Regions from separate parts of the Rattus norvegicus genome. Here region 2 is linked to region 1. Evidence: chromatin contacts called from public Hi-C data. All regions are on one chromosome and are shown on one strand. Each heading gives the region's core, a stretch centred on a gene start, on an enhancer-like site or on the middle of the called end of the contact. The rest is flanking DNA. Distances are from core to core; before and after follow the strand shown. Region 1 holds the start of Dcaf11 (DDB1 and CUL4 associated factor 11). Region 2 holds the start of Khnyn (KH and NYN domain containing).

Evidence for each region. A called contact is a pair of places that touch in the nucleus more often than the background predicts.
Region 2: a contact with region 1 is called in a Hi-C map of liver, with 2.6 times the contacts expected there. The contact joins the promoter of Khnyn here to the promoter of Dcaf11 in region 1. A contact is called at or near these places in 2 of 12 Hi-C or Micro-C datasets (both in liver).

Annotation. Positions count from the first base shown.
Region 1 is chr15:33,016,142-33,020,193 of GRCr8, forward strand. It overlaps Dcaf11 (DDB1 and CUL4 associated factor 11), which reads left to right and starts at 1,514. Exons shown (of 15, transcript NM_001009686.2): 1 at 1,514-1,560; 2 at 1,660-2,027; 3 at 3,500-3,627. The coding sequence starts at 1,873.
Region 2 is chr15:33,332,650-33,336,988 of GRCr8, forward strand. It overlaps Khnyn (KH and NYN domain containing), which reads left to right and starts at 2,641. Exons shown (of 8, transcript NM_001427600.1): 1 at 2,641-2,793; 2 at 3,406-3,625; 3 at 4,094-4,339. The coding sequence starts at 3,425. It overlaps Cbln3 (cerebellin 3 precursor), which reads right to left and starts at 1,779. Exons shown (of 3, transcript NM_001109330.2): 1 at 1,393-1,779; 2 at 962-1,081; 3 at 1-660. The coding sequence starts at 1,668. The coding sequence ends at 463.

The sequences.
Region 1 (4,052 bases), core at 264-2,763:
CGAAATACTTTTAAGAGGATACGTGAGCAGATCAACAAATGGAAAAAGTCTCAAGTGTGGAAAAATGGCGACTGTGAAAATAAACCTCAAGTAATCAGTTAAAAAATATCTACAGAACATATAAGAATTTGAGGAGTAGTAAGGAAGGTAAAATACTTTCTAAAATTATTACAGACTTTCCAGACCAGATAACCCAGATAAATAGGAATCCTGAAAGCTCGGTGTATGTTAGAAATACCTGTCCACATAATTAATGGAGACCAGCCAAATAACAAAATGCTGGGCGCTTGTTTACAGTTAAGAATTTTACAACCAATGGGCAGTTTAACCATCGTCAGTGTGGACCGGGAGAAAATGTTGGGGTCTCCGGCCTAGAGACCAGGGGAAACCTTACAGGACCTGTCACAAGCTGGTCCAGGGTGCTGAGGTGTCCTCACGGTGGCCCTGCTCTGGGCCAAGGCCAACGTCACCAGCCTCTACGCTCCCTGGCCTGGGAAACCATCCCAGACAAGGTAGGGCTCGGCCTTGGACTCACCCAAGTTATTCATAAACCCGCAGGAGGCGGCGCGCGATTGAAGCCTAGGGAAGGTCGGCAAAGCCCAGACCCAGGGAGCGCGTGCGCACTACGCAACCGGAAAGACTCCGTGGAGGGCCGCGACATTTAGGGAGCGTCTGCAAAGACCAGGAAAGGAAGCCAGGGGTCGTCTAACAAGACCGCCGCGGGTAAGCCGGTACACAGCAGGATGGAAAGGCCTGGGTTCCACCAGTGAGGACTGCTTTCGACAGGCCGCTGGCCCTACAGCCAGGGAAAAACGGTTGAACTGGGGTTGCTGGGAGCTGAGGGAATAGGAGCGGCTGGGCATGCAGTAAAAAAAAAACACTCGAGGCCAAGCGACCTTAAGGGACCACCTCGCAGACTTTACGTCTAGCTCCGCTATCTCTAATGCAGGCCGCAGCCAATTCCAGTCCGCTACGACTTAACGCCCCCCCTTGGGTTAAGAAATTTCTCCAGCCCACCCATCAATCACCGGTCTCAGCTGTCCAATCAGCGGACCAAGGGGGCGGAACATCGAGGAGCGTCGAGTGACGTCATCAGGCCTGGCAGTCAGAGGCGTGACGGACGAGGCTCGCGACTTAGGAGCTGTTAGCCGGCGCGGCAGCGGTAGGCAGTGTAAACAGGGCCTCGCCCCTGCGGGTCCTGCGACGGCTCCTGGCTGGTGAGTGACCTCGCGTGGGGCGGTAACCGCCAGACGCCGGGGGAGGTGCTTCTCCACTTTCCCTCCCCCTGTTGTACACACCCCCGGCGCACCACGTGGGTGTGAAGCTAAACTGGAGGGGGTGTTAGGCTGACTTCTAACCTCATTGGCTGTTGCTGCTGCCGGCTCTCAAGAAATTGCTCTGATTGGTCAGCAGAAGGGGGCGTCGGGGGTCTGAGTTCTAACGCTTCTGGTTGGTTGTGTGAGATAAGCTAGTGAAGTGCGTTCTTCCGCAAGGGGTTTTGATTGGTCAGTCGGAGAGGTTATCTGGGATTCGGCCACCCTGGGCCGGGGACTTTGATAGGTGAGTTTGGCTAGGAAAATGAGAAATTCCTCTTCATGGACTCTCATTAGTACGGTAGGGTTGCACCCTAGGTTTCATGTGGCTTTCTTTGCTTCACAGGATTGAGGAAGGTTTATGTTCCCGAAACCTTGGGAGCTGTCATAGCTAAAGAGAAGGAAATCTCAGTCTCCTAGAGGGGTCACCCCTCTAAAGATAGCTTCTGCCCCGTTTCTGGAAACCCTGATATTTCTAGAGCAGGATTTGCTTTCACCAAACCCAATTTGGAGACAGGAGAAGTCCCTGCACAGGATATAAGGATGCTGTAACCAGAACATGGGATCACGGAACAGCAGCAGCGCAGGATCCGGGTCCTTAGAACCCTCCGAGGGCTTGTCCCGAAGAGGGGCTGGCCTGCGTCGTAGTGAGGAAGAAGAAGAAGAGGATGAAGATGTGGATCTGGCCCAGGTACTGGCCTATCTCCTCCGCAGGTAACTTACCCTCTGCTGTGACACTAAGTGTCATCCCAATATCTTGACCTCAACTTCAGGCAGGAAAAGTGCAGAGGATAGGGAATGGTACTGTCCCAGGACAACGTTTGTGTTTGAACAGGACCACCTTTCCCTGCTGGATGTCCATACTCTCTATGCAGCTCCATACCCAAAATGGTTCTTACCTAGGGCACGGCTTGAGGGACCTCTCAGGGGGAGTCTTTTTGGCTGTGACAACACAAATTTAATCTGTTTTCCAAGAAAATAAAACAAGAAATGGAAGAGGGATTATGGAGGAAAGGAGAGATGTGAGAAGAGTTGGGAAGGGGGTGTTAAATCACTTGCTATGTGAGATGAAGCCATGTGGATTTACTTGAAAAACAAGTTTACATCGACCTTACTAGCCCTGCTCTTAAGAAAAGAATGCCCTGAAGGGGGTGACCACCAGGAACTAAGAACGACTTGAATATTTGGCTTTGTTTGCCTGCCTGTGGTTCCTTGGGAAAAGATAAACCTAGTATCCCTTGGACATTGTGTTCTGTGCTGCATTCCTACAGCAACGGCTGTGAGAGTTGTCATTGTCAGCTTGACAGGGTCTGGAGTCACCTAGGGGACAGCACACCTAGGAGGGATGGATTCTTTAGCCTCTCTGGGCAGGTCTGGAAGGAATTATAGCGATTGGGTTCGTTGATTAGGAAGACCCACACTGAACATGAGTGGCACCAGTGCTTGGGTGTGGGTCCTAGACTGTATAAAAAGGAGAAAGGTAGCTAAACACAACCATTCATCCTGTCCTCTTCCCTGGTTGTGAATACTCTGTAGCCAGCTGTTCCTGTCCCTGCTGCTTTGACTGCCCCACCATGATAGACTCTGCCCTTGAGCCATGAGCCAAAATAAGCCTCTCTCACTGAAGGTGCTTTTGTTGGGGTATTTTATCATGACAGGAAAGGATACTAAGGAATAGAGATGGAAGTGCTTTCCTGATTCTTAGCTCTTGAACTTGGGGTATAGCTTTGTGGTAGAAGTTTATCCAGTATGCACTGAGCCCCTGGGTTCAGTCCTTAGCCCTGAGACAAATCAGTTAGTAGGTCAGTCTTTGTAGCCTGTTAGAACTCTGTGCTCTTACTCAAGAGTTCAAACTAGTTCCCTACTGTGTCTTTTTGTGTGTTTGCTTTGTTTTGTTTATTTTTGAGGCAGAGCTTCTCTGTAGCCCTGCCTGCTCTGGACCTCACTCTGTAGACCAGGCTTGCCTCGAACTCACAGAGATCCACCTGCCTCTGCCTCCCAAATGCTGGGATTAAAGGCATGCTCCACTACTGCCTGGCCCTACTATGACTTCTGGAAACTTAAAATCCAACTTCAAAATGAGAACCAAATGTACTAGGAGCTAGACAGCCATTGACTCCAGCCAGATAGCCATTGGTTAGATGGGAGAAGGGATCCCCTCCTTTATAATGGGGATCTCTCCACAGAGGCCAAGTGAGGTTGGTGCAAGGTGGAGGTGCAGCAAATTTACAACTCATCCAGGCCCTCTCAGACTCAGAGGAAGAGCATGACAGTGCCTGGGACGGTCGCCTTGGAGATCGATACAACCCACCTGGTAAGAGGAGAGGCCATCTAATGTTTTTTGGGTTTGTGTTTTCTTTGTTTTTCTTTCTTTTTTTTTTTTTTTGATTATTTATTTTATGTATATTGAATACACTGTAGCTTTCCCAGACACACCAGAAGAGGGCATCAGATCTCTTTACAGATGGTTGTGAGCCACCATGTGGTTGCTGGGAATTGAACTCAGGACCTCTGGAAGAGCAGTCAGTGCTCTTAACCACTTTCCAGTCCCTTGTGTTTTGTTTCTAAGACTGGGTCTCTCTGTATCCCTGGCTGTTCTAGAATTCTCAGTTTAATCCAGATCTGCCTTCCTCTGCCTCCCAGGTGCTGGGATGAAAGCCATGCATAACTGACAATCTGATCTTAATGTTGGAAGATGTTCACTAGACTTTTTTACCTTTAAAGTGAATCAGTCTTCTG
Region 2 (4,339 bases), core at 1,391-3,890, 320 kb after region 1:
TGCTGGCTGAGAGCTCTCTTTGCTGGCATTCCGCACAGGATGGAGCCTGCAGGTACAAGGAGGCTGGTCCATCTGGGCCCCTGCGGGAGCCTGTCAAGCTTACCTGCACCACCTGTCACCAAGCAGCACTGAGCAGGAGGCTGGGGTGGAGAACAGGAGGAGTGGAGTCTGGGTCGAAGTGCACAATTCCCCCTTGGCAAATCCTGCTTTAAGCTGCAGGCAGGAGGGGCAGCAGGAGGCTGGAGGGCGGCCGGAGTGGTAGTGGTGAGGAGTGTTCATCTAGAGAAAGCTCTGCTCTTCTCTACTCTTAGCATTGGGTGTTTAAATATGATCTCATGCAAGAAGGTGGGCTGTAGGCAGCCTGGAGGGGGTCTTTCTCTTGCCCTGAAAATACTTGTTTCTGGGGCAGGGGAAGGCAGAAGGGTTAGGTGCTAGATATCTGTCATTTAAAGGCATGGGTCTTCAGAGTGGGAAGATGAGGAAGCCCGAGAAGCTTGAATACTTCCAGCCACCCAGAAGATTCCCCCGACGCAGGCGCAGGGACACCCGATCCCCAGGGTCCAGGGGAAGCAGCACAGAGCTTGTGGCTGCCTCTCGGGTCACATCAGGGTCATTTGCAAAGGCTGAGATGACCGGCCATGTGTTCAGCATCAGACTCACCTGGGGAGGGGAGCCCAGTTAGCATCTAAGTCCCAGCCTCAGTTTAGCCTTAGCTCAGAACTCCCCCCCACTCCATGCCCCATTTTTCCAAGAGCTTTCTTTTGGGAACTCGAGTGTCCAGTGAGCACTGAAGGATGGCCAGTGTTGGGATCTGTACGTCTGCCATACCCTGCTAGCCAGGACCCTTCCTCCCTTGCTCTTGGCCCCCTGGATAGAGGTCAATAGAAGGGCTATCCAGGGATGTGCGGCGGCCCACTATGACCCTCCCGTCCCCCCGGAGGTGGGCTGGCACTCAGGTCACCTGAACAGTCTGGCGGTTGTACACCTTCACCACATGGAATCGGAAGCTGTAGACCCCACGGACAGGGGCCACGAAGCAGCCCGAGGGCCGATCAAAGCCACCGCCCTCATTCACCAGCACCTGTGGGGAAGCAGATCCCGTTGAGAGGGATTCTGGGTGCCCAGGGCTCAGGAACGTCACTGGGGTTGGCATTTGTACAGTGGGTGAGGGGAGAAGGGGTGGCACACAGACGTGACAGGAATCTGTAGACTCAAAGTATGAGACAGGGCTACGATGTCTCTGTGTAGGAATCGAAGCAGGCAAACAGTTGGTGGCCATCTTAGAAGAAGGAGGAGCAAGAGATGCAGGAAATGGTTTTCTTGGAGTCTGAGGGTTGCAAAGTGGCTTGGGCAGTAGAGTCCAGGTCTTCTGGACGGGGGTAGAGGAGTTACCTGGTCGAAGTAGATCGCACCACTGGTACTGTTGCCGGTTTCTCCTGCTGGTTCATGGTGGTGGCTTCGGACTGCAGCAAACGCCACTCGTCCTGGGGGTGCCTCTCCCAGGGCTGCTCCCCCAGGTCCTCCTGCAGTAGGTCTGCCTGGCTCACAGACCACCAGGCACTCCCCCTCCAGCAGGACAGGCTCTGACCCTTCTTGAGCCCACCCAGCCTCCAGGGTCAGAAACACCAGGGCCAAGGACAGCTTGGGGCTGTGCCATTTTGTCCCCATCCTTGCTATGTGCCCCTGGGACCCACAGATTTCGCTGTCTTCTATCCTCTTTGCTCTCCCTCCTCTGCTTCAAGGCTTCGGTACTCTTGCCCTGATCTGTCCTCTGAGTCTGGCACTTAGCCCGGGCACTCCCCTCCCTGTATCTTTTTGTGTCCCTCAGCTCTGCCTGGCTTTACTACTGCTTTCGCTGCGGATCCCTCCTCCTTGGCAGAGTATGGAGTGACAGCAGTTGGGCCCTGGGAGGGAGAAGAGGAATTGAGAGAAGGCACAAGGGCTCTAGTCCGACAAGGGTGCCTGTGTACACACACACACACACACACACACACACACACACACACACAAACACACACACGCACAAGCACACACACAAGCATATGCACAATCACATACACACGCACGCACGTATGCACACACGCACGCACGCACACACACACGCACGCACACACACACACACGCACATGCTCACACACACACAGGGACATTCAAATATGAAACAAAGTTTCTTCAATTTCTTTCTCATCTTCTCCTTTTCAGAATTATCTACAATCTTTCTCCTTGGAGGTCTTTCTTATTGTTGCAAGGTGTGTCCTCATCCCCCCCCCACGCCTCCACCTCGCCCCCAATCTATATACTTGGTGAAAGTGCTTGTGCCAAGGGCAGGATTCTCTTGTGACTCTGGACCAGTCACTTCCCCTCTTGGAATCTTCAACTGTGCAGAATACGCAAGGACCCCAGGAATAAGAGGCGAACGTGAGAGTTGGCAGGAGGCGTTGGGGGTGGGGTGAGTGTTGGTGACCCGGTAGGCCGCGCAGGGGATGTGGAGGGCGGGTCGCTCGGCTGCAGGACAGCAGGCGGAGCCCGGGAGGAGGCGCGCAGCCTTGCCCTGAGCCCAGGCCAGTGCAGCCCTGGCGGGGGAGGAGTCGAGCTGACTCCGCCCCGGGCCGGAAAGTGACTCCAAACCCACTACGCGGTGTTGACGAGAGAAGTCTAGGTTGGGGGAAGGACCCGAGAAGGCCCTCCTAGGTTCGGGCTCCCATCCCCAGACCCCTGGGGCGCGGGAGAAGCGCGCCCGTTCCCCCACCCTGCGAGCACCTAGAAGAGAGGGCGAAACTCTCGGCTTTGGCGGTAGGCGCGCCGCTTCCCGGCGCTTGGGAGCTGAAGGCCTCGGCGGGAGGGTGGTCGGGCTGGGGGCGGCCACCGCAGGCTGTGGGAGGGCGGGCTGTGCCCTGGCCCCGGGCGGGAGGCAGTGAACAACCTGGATGGGGGGGCGGAGGTGGGAGTGGCTAGTGAAGGAATAAGGCAGACAGGGGCAACACCCCCACCCCAGGACTATACATAGCCTCTGGCGCGTATTCATTTCCCAAGAGGCCTTCCTCTATTCAAAAAATTCGAGACTTCTGTGCTCTGGGACTCTTTCCTCATCCACTCACTTCTTGTGATCCTCAGAATGAGCTGGAGGCCCGCTAACCCTTCCCCTCTCAGGGCGGTGGTCACCAGTTTCCTCTGGCCCGTCGCCCATCCCAGATAGCCTTGTTTATGAAGGACTTACTCTCAGGGAGAGGCCTGTGTACAGATAATTTTCTATCTTCTCTACCCGCAAGGTGGACTTGCTACCTCCTGGGGCTGTTTACCAGTTCTGTAACTAGGTGCGACCTGTTGATTGTTGGATGTATGCCGCGTGATTAGGATTTGGGTTGAACGGAGACAGAAACTTTGAGATTGCCTCTGCCCTTCCAGGACTCCACAGGTAGAAGCCATGTCTATTTGGGGGTTTGCCTCCCCGACTCCCGACCGCTTTGCGGTGTCTGCGGAGGCCGAGGACAAGGTTCGGGAACAGCAGGCTCGCTTGGAGCGTATCTTCAGCGTAGGAATGAGCGTCCTCTCCAAAGACTGCCCAGAGAACCCTCACATCTGGTTACAGCTTGAGGGCCCCAAGGAGAACATCTGCAGAGCCAAGGTGAACTCTTCCTTTCCAGGGCTTTCCTTTTAGTACGCTGCCCCTCCCCTAGAGGAGGGGCTGGGGAGTGCCTCTTGGCTATCTTATTGGCTGCCTCTGTCCTGAGCTTTGAGGCACTATGTCGTTCTTTTTATTTAGAATTTTGGTTTCACTTCTGTTATGATGGCCTAGGTTCTGTTGGCATTTAGAAACAAATCACTTCATGCTCTCGGGGAAATCCCCACTGTACAGGTGGGCCTTGCCAAGGAATTCCCTGGGGTTGAGAGGGGGCTGGCCACCCCAAACCCTTGGACCCAAGGACATTAGGCTCCACCACTTGACAGCCCTCTGGTCTGTTCTTAAATGTCCATGTCTAAGTGTGAATAGTAACAGTATCTACTTAGATGGTGTAATGGCTTGGAGCTCAGGGAGAACAGTGAATCTGAAGGGATGGCTTCTAGAAGTTTCCTCTCTGACCTTCCCATCTAGGAATACCTGAAGGGGCTCTGCAGTCCAGAACTGCAGAGTGAAATCCGCTACCCACCCAGACTGCACTGCATCTTTGTGGGAGCCCAAGGCTTCTTCCTTGACTGCCTGGCCTGGAGCACTTCTGCCCACCTGGTGCCTCTGGTTCCTGGCTCTCTGATGATCAGTGGCCTAACTGAGGCGTTTGTGATGGCCCAAAGCCGGGTGGAGGAGTTAGCACAACGACTGAGCTGGGGCCTTCTGCCACTG